Linked DNA regions of Mus musculus: all the other regions are linked to region 2. Evidence: chromatin contacts called from public HiChIP or PLAC-seq and promoter capture Hi-C data. All regions are on one chromosome and are shown on one strand. The core of a region is the stretch at or near the end of the contact, and the rest is flanking DNA. Distances in the headings are between cores, read along the strand shown. Region 1 overlaps 2900026A02Rik (RIKEN cDNA 2900026A02 gene). Region 2 holds the start of Crybb1 (crystallin, beta B1). Region 3 overlaps 2900026A02Rik (RIKEN cDNA 2900026A02 gene).

The links. Promoter capture Hi-C pulls out the DNA fragments that hold promoters and counts their contacts. HiChIP or PLAC-seq counts read pairs in DNA pulled down with a chosen protein or histone mark.
Region 1: a promoter capture Hi-C map of the SN4741 cell line shows a contact between it and region 2, with 2.4 times the contacts expected there. The contact joins the enhancer-like site here to the promoter of Crybb1 in region 2. A contact is called at or near these places in 8 of 39 promoter capture datasets (the C10 cell line, the HPC-7 cell line, HPC-7-derived erythroid cells and 5 more), 1 of 15 datasets of contacts at CTCF or cohesin (large pre-B cells), 1 of 484 Hi-C or Micro-C datasets (large pre-B cells) and 3 of 115 datasets of contacts at active chromatin or transcription factors (large pre-B cells, pancreatic cancer cells and pro-B cells).
Region 3: a FOXA1 HiChIP or PLAC-seq map of pancreatic cancer cells shows a contact between it and region 2. The contact joins the enhancer-like site here to the promoter of Crybb1 in region 2. A contact is called at or near these places in 1 of 39 promoter capture datasets (the C10 cell line), 1 of 484 Hi-C or Micro-C datasets (adipose-derived mesenchymal stem cells), 2 of 115 datasets of contacts at active chromatin or transcription factors (large pre-B cells and pancreatic cancer cells) and 1 of 9 other capture datasets (liver).

What each region holds. Positions count from the first base shown.
Region 1 is chr5:113,104,705-113,108,599 of GRCm38.p6, forward strand. All of the region lies in intron 6 of 2900026A02Rik (RIKEN cDNA 2900026A02 gene), which reads right to left. Among named protein-coding and RNA genes, the nearest start is that of Crybb3, 25 kb to the left of the region's middle. Within about 2 kb of position 2,162, at least 25 of the 459 cell types and tissues checked have an H3K27ac peak or open chromatin away from gene starts, as enhancers often do. A contact at or near this core is called in the SN4741 cell line, where this site is marked.
Region 2 is chr5:112,254,274-112,258,117 of GRCm38.p6, forward strand. Crybb1 (crystallin, beta B1) reads left to right here and starts at 1,547. Exons shown (of 6, transcript NM_023695.3): 1 at 1,547-1,574; 2 at 3,100-3,284. The coding sequence starts at 3,111. It also overlaps a transcript of Cryba4 not described here.
Region 3 is chr5:113,155,590-113,159,659 of GRCm38.p6, forward strand. The region is part of intron 6 of 2900026A02Rik (RIKEN cDNA 2900026A02 gene); the gene reads right to left. Among named protein-coding and RNA genes, the nearest start is that of Gm42161, 12 kb to the left of the region's middle. Within about 2 kb of position 2,127, at least 99 of the 459 cell types and tissues checked have an H3K27ac peak or open chromatin away from gene starts, as enhancers often do. A contact at or near this core is called in adipose-derived mesenchymal stem cells and pancreatic cancer cells, where this site is marked.

The DNA of each region.
Region 1 (3,895 bases), core at 912-3,411, 850 kb after region 2:
AAACCCTCAGGAAAGGCCAGGTGGCAGTGCACACCTTTGATCCTGACACTTGGAAAGCAGATCTCTTTTGTGAGTTCGAGGCCAGCCTGGTCTACATGGGGAGTTCTAGGACAGTCAGAGCTACACAGAGAAACACTGTCATGAATGAATGAATGAGAGAGAGAAAGAAGGAAAGAAAATAAGGAAGGAAGAGAGGGAGGGAGAGGAAGAAGGAGGGAGGGAGGGTGGGAGGGAGGGAGGGAGGGGAAAGGGAAAGGAAAGAAAATAAGTCAGGAATCTAGAATTTGAAAATCTACTGGCTTGGCCCAGCAACTGACAAGTCCCAGGACCAAGACAGGTGGAAGTTCCTCCCCAAGGTTTGCACTGAGAGACCAGGCTAGCACACACTCTAACGTCTATGTGGGAAACAAGTCAGAACATTTGTCTCCCCATTTAAAACCTGCAGGTTTAGCTGAATCAGCAGGGTTAGTGGCAGAAGTTCATCTCAGGGAGTCAAGCAAGCACGCTTGCCAGGTTCCCGAACACAGCCGCTCCCAGCAGGATTCACTGTCATTGCAAAACATGAACAACAGCCTAAACCAAGAAGGGGCGTGAACCATGGAATCCAGAGTCCACGCTGTGTGGTAAAAATGACATGCATACAGAACATTTGCCATCACGGAAAGATGTGCCTGAAGGGTTCCAAGGATCGTATGCCAGAAACGTATCTTGTCTAAAGAAACTAATACATGTAGGTGTCAGCAAACAAAACATATAGGTTCCATGGCAAATTGGCTCACAGCTGTGCTAAGAGTGGGATCGCCCCTTACAGACCGCAACTTGACTTAGCACGCATGTGTGCTTGGGGTTTCACTTTGTGGATGAATCTGAGATGAAACTGGGTAAAGCAAATCTGACTCCTTCCTGCTGTCCTGTTGTACAAACTGTCAACTTGGCAGGATGTAGGATCACCCAGGAGAGACACCTGTGGGCATGTCTGGGCTGGGCTCCCAGACTGAATAGAGAGGAGTGAGTGAGCTGAGCACCAGCATCCATCTCTCCCTCCTTCCTGACTGTGGGAGCCATGTGACCTCACCCTCCTGCTGCCAGGCCTTGCAGCCATGATGGGCTCCAGCCGTGAGCTTCAGGCTGCCTTGCTTGGGTATTCTGTCAGTGACAGTGAAGTGACTGATACATCAAGTAAGTAGATGAGCACCCCTGATAAGTGTCGTGAAACTCCATTACAAGCAGGAGGCTGGCAAGACTGCATGTGCCCCGAGGCAGTGCTTTGCTGACTCCAGATCCACAGCCCAAGCCCTTGGGGAACTGCCAGGCCTGTAGTAGTTGCTGAGTAAATACGTTGGGGATACATGTCTCTGGAAATGCATACATACACATACACACATCTACATCCTATATATATATATATATATATACACACACACATACACATACGCATACACATATATACATATACACGTACATTATATACATATACACATACATATATACACATACATGCACACATGTTATATACATATACATACACAAATATATACACATGTATATACATACACACATGATATATATGCACACATACATATTATACATATATGTATACATATATACATATATCATATGCACATACACACATACATATACATACACAAACATATACACATGTATATACATACACACATGATATATATGCACACATACATATTATACATATATGTATGCATATATACATATATCATATGCACATACACACATACATATACATACACACATATACATACATCATATACATAAACACATACATACATCATATACATACACACATATACACCATATACATACATATACTCATATATTGTACACATATATACACACACAAACATCATATACATATACACATATGCATATATATTTTAAAAACTAGGGAAGAGTTTCCAAACCAGGGAAGCTGATACTGTGGAGGAGGAATAGGAGAACTCGGGGCCTGCATGTACTTAAGTGTCTGACACATTTCCTAAGAAAGGGCCCTGAGTCAAGCGGCTGCAGGTGACAGTGCAGTTTCAAGGAATTCGAGAAGCCTGCCCCTCCCCTGCCACTCTACACCCTAGCTGTGTGCGGAATCGTGCAGTCATGGACCTAACTGGCAATGGGAACACCCACTCTGTCCCATTACTCCAGAGCAACATCCCCTCCGGTGCCCAGGTCAGCCTGGGAACACAACGGTCACACTCATTACTCATCCCAGTGGACCTGTGATGTAGGACTCTGCATGAACCTATTTCACAGGGGAGGAGACGGAGCCCCAGAGAAGGGACTCCACAGGCTCCAGATCACCCACATGTCTAGGAAACAGTAGGACTGGAGTGTGAGCCCAGGTTTGATGGATGCCAGGGGCTGAGTGCATTCCTAGTTTTTCTGGCTCTGAGGCAGCCAGGCCTCAGCAGCAACTTCTCAGAGCAAGGGCCAAGCAGAGTGAGAGTAGTTAGTGGGAGTACTCAGTAAGAGTACTCAGTGGGAGTACTCAGTAAAAGGGTGGAAGGGAGGAAGGGAGGAAGGGAGGAAAGAGACAGACACCTGGACAAGCTGCAGCCGGGCAGGAGGGATACAGAGGCACACTCGGGACAGAAGTTTGGGTGCCTGAGCCTCAGGGATCTGGATGCGCCCACACACCCATGAGTACTAGGCTCCCATCCTAGACCTCCAGCTAGCTACACACTGCCCTTCTCCGAGCCTCAGCTTCCTCTCCTAGCAAGTCAGCAGATCTCAGTAGCCATGTGCAGCTTCAAAGGAGGAGAAAATGCCCATGCCTGGGGGCTCGAGCCAAATCCGGATTCACAAACACTCAGTAGATGGGCTAATTGGGGCTGGCCGTGAGCAGCTCAAACCTCAACCTTTTGCACTGCAGACTTGGGCCAGACTTGTCCCTACCCTTGTGTGTGGAGCAAGCTAACTGTTCTGAGCAAGATTCTGTAATCCAGCGGCCCTGGATGAAGCCAGCTCTGCCAGTTGTGAGCTGGAACAACCCTCTGTAACCTCAGTTTCCCCATCTGGAAAAGGGGTTGTGGGGTGCTCAGGGTTCTGGGAGTCTCTTAAATATCTGTCCAGGGCTTGTACACACATTTGGGCAGTGACAAGCAGAGTCCAGTACAAGACATGGTGCTCATGTCTTTTGGCCAACTGCCCAGACCTCTTACCAAACACTGTAACAGCATGCTAACAGGTTCACCATTCAGCTAAGGCCCAACAGGTCCCTTAGGGCCCCAACACTGCCCGGTCAGGCCCCCACCCCTCCATAATGGCAGCAGGCGAAGACCTTGTCAAAGAATATGGGCCTTTAATCTCAGCACTGGGGGGGGGGGGGCAGAGGCAGGCGGATTTCTGAGGTCTACTGAGTGAGTTCCAGAACAGCCAAGGCCACACAGAGAAACCCTGTCTCGAAAACCAAAAGAGAGAGAGAGAATGAGAATGAGTATGGGCTTCGGATCTGCACTGCAGGAAGCCATCGATACAACACAAGGGCTGTGTGGCGAGATGGCTCTGGCAGAGACACCCTGTCTCCGTCTCCTTGGGACAACTTTTCCTCAAGTGATAGGAACACACCAGACAGCTGGTCTGCAGGAGAAGGCTTTGGTTTCGGGATTGGGTGTGTGTGGATCAAGCTTTCGGGAAAGCTAAAAAGGGAGGTGACAGCTGGGCTAGGAGGCTGGGGCCCAGAGAACCCCTGGGGCCTGTGCTCTGCTCTGTGTGTCAGATAAGAGTATAAAAGCTCTCTCGGCTTACATCAGGGCTACATCCTGAGACATGAGTGCAGCTCAAGAAAACTTCTGAAGTGGAAAATACCATGAACACACCTCAGCCACTGTAGGTCCCAGCCCGGCTTGGCCTCCAACAAGGGAAA
Region 2 (3,844 bases), core at 297-2,796:
AAGGGAAGCTGTTCCCATCTCCCCAAACCTTTGGCAAGCTGCCCATCGCTAGGAGGGTCGGGGTACGACGGGGGACAAAACTGCCCCAGATGCCTGCCCTTGAGGCAAGATCTGTGGGTGGCCCCCACCGCAGGCACCTTGGCCTGAGTCCCAGTGGTTGGCCTCTCCTGTGGTTCCCAGCTTGCCCTTCAAGGCCTTGGCCCAGGATGAAAGGCACAGAGGAGGCCAGCAGGGAGAGGGCTCATGGGTAGAGGGACAGGGCCATCACTGGTCCTAGGCCAGGGTGACCACAAAGTAGAGATAGGCCCCACAGGGGGTCCTGGGTTCCCCAGAGAAGGGTTTCTCAGATGGCTGCACTCCTACTGGGGTTGGCGACACAGAATGCAGGTGGCCTGGCCTGGCCAGATTCCAGCTCCACTCCACTTGGGGTTCACACTGTGGAACAAGGTTGAAGCTTCCTGTTCTGTGTGGGTTTCAGTTTCTCTGGGGAAATGGTGGGTCATCTGGCGTTCACTTGTCCACTAAGATGCTTGGCGGTCCTGGCTGTTCTGTTTTCTCCTTTGCCCTGGGCTCTCTCCTCCCTGTCCGTTTATCGACTCCTCCCTTCATCTTCTGAAAAACCTTTCTCTCTATCACCCCCTCCCTTTGCATCTCAGATGTCCCTACCCTCTCCAGTAGACTATCAGGAACCTGCCAGGGTCCAGGTCCTGGGTGAAATGCTGGCCCTTGGCCCGGTCAGGTACAGTGGGATGTGAGGCTGCCCAGAGTCTCCGTGTTCCTGACCCTGGGCAGCATCCCCTGCTGTCAGACAGTGGGAGCTGATGGGCAGTTAAGAAGGACCCAAGCCTTGAATGCTAAGCCCTTGAGCCTGAGACCCAGCCCTACCCCACCACCCTAGAACAGGGAATTCAGGCAAGCCTCAGTCAGGGCCAAGGCTGGATAGCCAGAGCCTTCCTGCTTGCCATGGTCAGTACTGGCCTCTGCACCCAGCCTTCCTCATCCAAGAAATGGGTGCAGCAAGGATCTGGATAGGGCAGGTGTGCTGCAAAGCCCCAGAGGCTGCAAACACACAGAAGCACTCAGGACCGGGCCTGTGGACTGAAAACCCGTTTCTTGCCCTTATAAAACATGTTCAATGTTGTCTTCAGTTCTGGGCAGCATCCACAGGGAGAATTGTCAACTGTACCTGTAAACTGAGACCCCCTAGAGGTAGAGAAGCCATACGGTGGGTGAAGCAGCCTGACTGAGGCCGGTTTCTATCCCAGGTCACCTCCTCCCCCATCCCCCTTCCCTAGTCTAGGCTGGCAGCCAGCAAGGCCCTGGGCCTGTCTCCAGCCAGGGAAATAGAGAGAGCAGTCAGAGCAGGGTTAGGGCCAGGGTTTCTCTGTGTTCCAGGCCAACAATAGAAAATGCTAGCCTGGGCAGTAATGGGGCAGAGCCGGCCATGGGCCCCATCCAGGTTTGCTGACCCAGCTGCCTCTTTGTGCTACACTATAGACCCTGATGTCTGCCAGGCTATAAAATGGGGGGTTGGCCCTGAGGCACTCACAGCACCCGCCTGTCCACCAATACAGGTAAGAGGGGACTGCCACACCACCAGAGAACTGAGAGGAGGACAGAAACAGAGGTGGGGCAGCTGACGAAGACAGAGCCAGGCTGAAAGCCAAACCCAGAAAGGTTGCTGGTGCATACTTGTCTAGTTAGCACTCTGGAGACTGGGGCAGGAAGATTGCTGAGAGTTGGAGGCTAGCCTGGGCTACAGGGAGGTAGAGAGGAAAGCAATGGTCCTCACCAAGAGAGGGAGGGAGACGGACACATGGCTGGGAAAGGAGCACAGCCTCTGGGAAGAGTTTCCCAGAATAGAGACAGGTTGAGGGTGGCTGAAACCCCCAGATGTGGTCCAGATGTGTGGGTAGCCGAGCATCCAGTCTTCCTGAGGAAGCCTGGGAGGAGTGTGCTCATCCCAGCTAGAGAGAGGATGTTGGGAACCCACCTGGACCCAGGGAACTTGCTCTGGGCCCCAAGAGTTCCAGTAGCTTGTAAATTATCAGCACAGTCTTGGTGGATTTCCTCCAGGAGACAGTGCAGTCAGGCATGACCCATACCCAGAAGTCTGTGCTCCTTGAGGTAGCATTGGAGCTGACCAGAGTCCTCTCCACCCAACGCCCACAGGCACAGCTCCGGCGTGGAGCAATGGAAACACCCTACTCCCTCTCCTTGTGCCTTCCAACCCCGAGTGCCAGGCTGCTATTTTGCACACCCACATCTGCCCTCGGAGGACGCCAGGGGCGGAGGGCTGGGAGAGGTTCAGGACACGCACACACTGGCATTCGCTCTCTGAACAGATGTTGCCTGAGAAGCTCCTGTGCACCTGGCATGGAGACAAGTGCTAAGGAGGCAGACAGGCGAGCTTACAAGGCTACATCTAGTAACCCAGGTGCCTGTCCATCTGCTGCCTCAGATGGGAGCTGACTGCTGTGTGGGGCTGCAGGGCACCTTCCCTCCAGCTAGACTCTAGAGGGATATCCCAATCCCAGCTAGTCCCACCATTAAGGTCAAGATGTGAGGCGTTCAGTACTGTGCCCAATGGTGCCGAGGGGGAACCATCACTGGTGAGCAAAGCCATGCTATACACACATGTGGTGGTGAACTAACCAAGCACGAGAGCACAGGAAGGGAGGAACAGGGTGTGAGGCTAGAGGGCAGGAGGCAGTGCAGGGAAGGGACAGCATCCAGGAAGAGACTGGCTGTCCTAGAGCAGGGTGGAACCCAGAGCTTCAGCCCTGTCTCCCAGGAAGAGCTGATGGCTGTGGGGGAGTCCATAGACATGGCTGAGAAGCACATGGGTAGGGGGCAGCTTGGAAGCAACACCCCAAAATCACTCACCCCAAGGACTATTTTTCTTTTTCTTTTTTTTTTTTGCGGGGAGGTGGTCAAGGGTTCAAGACAGGGTTTCTCTGTGTAGTCCTGGCTGTCCTGGAACTCACTCTGTAGACCAGGCTGGCCTCGAACTCAGAAATCCGCCTGCCTCTGCCTCCCAAGTGCTGGGATTAAAGGCGTGCACCACCACTGCTCGGCTGAACTTCTTTATTTTTGCAGCACCAGGAACCATGTCCCAGGCTGCCAAGGCTTCAGCCACCACAGCGGTGAACCCAGGGCCTGATGGCAAGGGAAAAGGGGCCCCATCCACAGGGCCAGCCCCTGCCCCTGGCCCCACTCCTGTCCCAGCTTCTGTGCCCAGGCCCGCTGCCAAAGTAGGGGACCTGCCTCCTGGGAGCTACAGGGTAAGGTTGTGGGAGCTGGGCTGTACTGATCCCATTCCTCCTCACCCTGCTCCTCTTTCCTACCCCTCTTCCTTCCCTCCCTCCTCATCCTCTCCCCTTTGCTGGTTTTCTCTCCTTCCTATCTTTCTAATCTCTGCCTCCCATCTGATACTTTCTACTCTCCATCCTCCCTGACCTGCTCTCCGTCCTCCCTGGCCTGCTCTCCATCCTCCCTAACCTGCTCTCCATCCTCCCTGGCCTGCTCTCCATCCTCCCTGGCCTGCTCTCCATCCTCCCTGGCCCACCCTGTGTGTGGGAGCTTAGAGGGTAGCAAAGCCAGGAACCTGAGAGGAGTATGTTGTTGGCCATGACCACTCATCTCAGGAGAGCCACCAGGCCACCAGGCTGACCTCTGACCTTCCTGGAAGTTCTCCCCCAGGCTCCAGATTGCAGGACTCCTGGAGAGTCAGACTTTCTGCTCTTGGGGTTTGACTTGCTGTCTTCACCCTCAGGCAGAGACCTGGCCACGCTTGGTTTATGGCTCACACCTGGTCTGGATGTGGCTGTTTTTGATTTGCGTC
Region 3 (4,070 bases), core at 877-3,376, 900 kb after region 2:
TGTGCCCACAGAGTACCCCCCTTCACTGGAGCTCTAGAACTTGGAACATGTGCACGGGCTTTAAGGAGACTCTGATTCAAACCTTCAGGCTCAGTAAAGGCAAGCAACTGCTCAGGGCCACACAGCAACTGTTCCCAGAAGTACTCTGGCCATGTAACCACCTTGGACAGCCACAAGACTAACACATCCTTTGGAACATCTCCAGGCCTAGAACATCTGAAACCCAGGGAAACAGCAGGGGCTAAGTCCTGGAGGCTCTGCCTGAGAGGACAGCTCCCATGGCACAAAGTGTCCAATATCATGGTAACATATGGAGTCCTTCTGGGGACCAGGAGATGTCCTTCCAGGCTCAGGGGCCACCAGCAACCCAAAGTCTATCTCCACCTTTCTGTGTCTGTATGACAAATGCTAGAGACATGCACAACAAGTAGGATAGGGGTCATGCTATGCTTGGGGCACAGCAGGCCGAGTCTGGAACATGGGCTAGGAGTGCAGCTGGAGGCTAGACCACTGGATGAGTGTGAATCCAACATGCGCACCTGGGCGACGTGGGCATGAGACTGTCACAGAGAGAGAAGGAGCAACCAGTGTAGGTGGCTGAATCCGGGCTATAGCCACTGGCAGATCTGTCCTGATTAAAAGGCTCTGGGTGCCTCTTCCTAGGATTGGATACCATGGGAAGGATGCGCAAGGGGTGGGAGCCTCAGAGCAGGGTCCACTGCTTTTACTTCAAGGATACTGAATGTCCAGGGGCCCCTTGTGGTCTCCCTGACTGTCTTAGTTTGGCCTGGGGTCTCCCCACAACCTCCTGTCTCCTTGCATGGCAGCCAGACTTCCTTTCAAAGCCCAAACTGTATATAGTTCAGTACTGAGTGTTCTCCCCTGAGGCTCCAGTGACCTCAAGGTCCTAGCAATGCCCTCAAAGTGGCTACACACCAAGCATCTCCTGGCTAACCTGCCGACTCCCTCCCATCACCAGCTCTGGGTTAACCTCAGTCTTTCCTTTCAAACAGGCCCTTCGTAGGGCTTCATTTCCTCCCAGCCTTGCCCGCTGCCCTCTTCCCTTCATACCTTCTCAGGAGGCTCCCCTGGCCCAGCCCAGTCATCCCCAGCTGAGTATCCTGCCTTCTGCCTTCCTTTCCACAGCACACCCCACCTGCTGACACAACTTCCTCAAGTCTGTGACTTGGCTCAACTCCCCACTGGCTGAAGTAGACCATCCTGCTGGCTGAGGGAGCCCGCACACAGAGTACAAGGTGGCACTGACACTATCCTAAGAATCTCACACTGGCATGGACTAACACTTACCCAGCACCCACTGTGACTGCTAACACTTACCCAGCACCCACTGTGACTGCTATCATTTACCCAGCACCCACTGTGCACAGGGCCTTGTTTGTACCACCTCACCAGCTCCTCAGGAAGCCCAAGAGGAAGCTGAGGTACTAACCCCATTCTACAGATAACACCACTGAGGTTCTAGAGATGAAGGGTGGGCCGAGGCCCCTGTGGTGCACTAAGAAGTGAACCAGCCAGGACCAAAAGCCTGAGACCCAGACTTGAAAACCCACACTCTAGCCAATCTGAAAACCTCAGTGACTCACGTCCTGTGGCTTAAACCTCTGTGCAGGGCTAGGACTGGAAATAGCCAGTTCTTCCATTTCAGCCACAGACCTCAGTGAGCAAGGCTAAACCGGGGCCTTAGCAGGGTAAGAAGTGAGACCCAGAACCTCGACCAGGGCCACGGCAGAAGCAGCAACATGTTCCAGGGTTGTCAGCAAGCAGCAGGCAGCCCTTGGCCATCTGTGACTCAAATGCATGGACAGTGCTCACATCTCCTGAGCACCCACTGAGCAGCGTGGCCATGACGGAGGTGACCTTCCACACATGGCCCTTCCAGCATGGTGGAACGGCACAGTCACCAAATTTAACTTTTTTTTATACCTCCCTGGTTCAAACCCCAGCTCAGCCTCTCCCTGAATATTAAGGAGTTACTGGATCTCCCAGAGCCTCAGTTTCTCCATGTATTTAATAACAATGACAGCATCCACTTTAGGGCTGTTGTGAGCACTGATGAATCACATGTGGAGACCATGGGGGGGGGCGTCTTGCAGGCTTCTCTGAGACTGTTATTACCGACGTCATCACCAGGAAGAGGCCACAGGCTGCAGAGGGCCATGGCTAAGCAAACACTTCACAAGAATGCCGGGGGATTGCGGGGGGGGAGGACGGGGGGGGGGGATGAGAGCCAAGCCAGCTACATTTAGACATTTTCCATCGAAAGAACAAGCTCTGCTAGTGGGGTGGAATGTGGACAGGCCAAACTTGGCCACCACAGTGGGAAGCGGGCAGCTTGTCCCCAGCATTCCACAGACAGTGACCCCGCCCGCCCCCCAGACCAGGCACGGCCCTTGCAGCATGGGCTGCCTTGGTTTCCCTATTATGTGTTGTGTTCCTACTGTCCTGGGCTCCCACCATGCAGCTCTGTGGGCCTACAGCTTCCTGAGCAAGCTGAGGGACCCACTGAGGACCATCCCCAGGCCTCACCGCAAGCTGGATAGGTCAGGAATAGTGAGAGGTGTGTGGGGGGTGGGGGTAGGGGGGTGTTCCATCTCTTCCAAAGTGCATCTGAACACGGCTGTTCCCCAAAGCCCAGCCCCTAACCAGTCCTACAATTGCTAGCCCAAGCCACAGACAAGGAAGCAGAAATTCAGAGCAGTTGTGTGACTTCCCCGTCAGGAATGGCTAGAGCCACATTGCAGGCCAGGCCTTCTTCCCACCAACACCCAGGGGGTCCCTGGTGCCATCTACGTCATCCTGAAAGCTTATGCACTCCATATGGGCTTCACCAGAGCTTGCCACGCCACCTTAACCCTGGCAGCCTCTGAGTTCCCATTCAGTGCCTAGAAGTGGTTGAAATGGGACCAGGGCTTTACATACTGACTCTGACACGTCCCAGTGGGGGCCTTGAATAAGATACCAAACCTCACAGGCTTCAGTTCCCCTCAGCTGCAAAATGCAGGTACTGCAGAGATCTGCTCACAGTGGCTAGGGTGGGGATGGCCTGAGTTGCCCACGAGACCCATGAGGTTCGTGCCAGGAGACTTCGAAAGGGCTCAGAAGAACAGCAGGGGCTACAGCGTCCAGTCAGACGCCCAGCAGCAGACACACGGACCCAAGGAGGGTCTGTCTACCTGGCTTATCTCATCAGCAAGATTAAGTGACTCCAAAGAGCCCCAGAAGAGGAAGCCACCAGCTCTGGTTACTAATGACAGGGTGACAGAAACTCAATCCCCTCCCACTTCCCAGCTGATGCAGGGCAGGCCCAGGAGCTGGGGGTGGGGGGTGGGGGTGGGGGTGGGGGCCTCATCTCCGGGGCTGTGTGCAAGACCAGGCTGTAGGCAGGAAGCTACCCACAGGCAGACAGCCCCACAGCCCTACAAATGGCCCCTTTGCAGACATCTGCCATAGCCACTCCTGGCCAGGCCACCCGGGGACCTGAGGAAGACTGAGAAATCTTGAGAAAGATCTGAGAGTGCTGAGGTTAAAGGGCACGGGGAACACCAGAGAGCAAAATCCTGCTCAAGCTGGAAGGACTGGACTGGGTGATTAATCAAGGCCGAGGACAGGAGGGAGCACGGCCATCAGACCCTGCGCTTACTTACTGAGATGTCTGTCTGTGGTACCAGGATGGAACCCAGGCCTCATGGATGTTGGGCACGAGCTCTTCTCCTGAGCCAAATCCACAACCCTCTCCTCCACATTTTCAGTTTTGAGACAGAAACTGAGTTACTGAGGCTTGAACTCACTCTGTGGCCCCAGCAAGCCTTGAACTTTTGATCCTCCTGCCTCAGCCTCCTGAGAGGCAGGGATGACACAGGCTCACCCCCCCCCCTCCCGGCCTAACACGAGCACTTTAAAGATGTGACTGCCCATGTCAGTGAGCACACACAAGAGCATGTGAGCTCACAACCAGGACTCACTTGGTCAGTGGGCGGTTGTGAGGCCCTGTTGTGGATTCCCACATAAAACAGTAAACAGTAAAGTGCAGACTGGGATCCTGCTAGAGA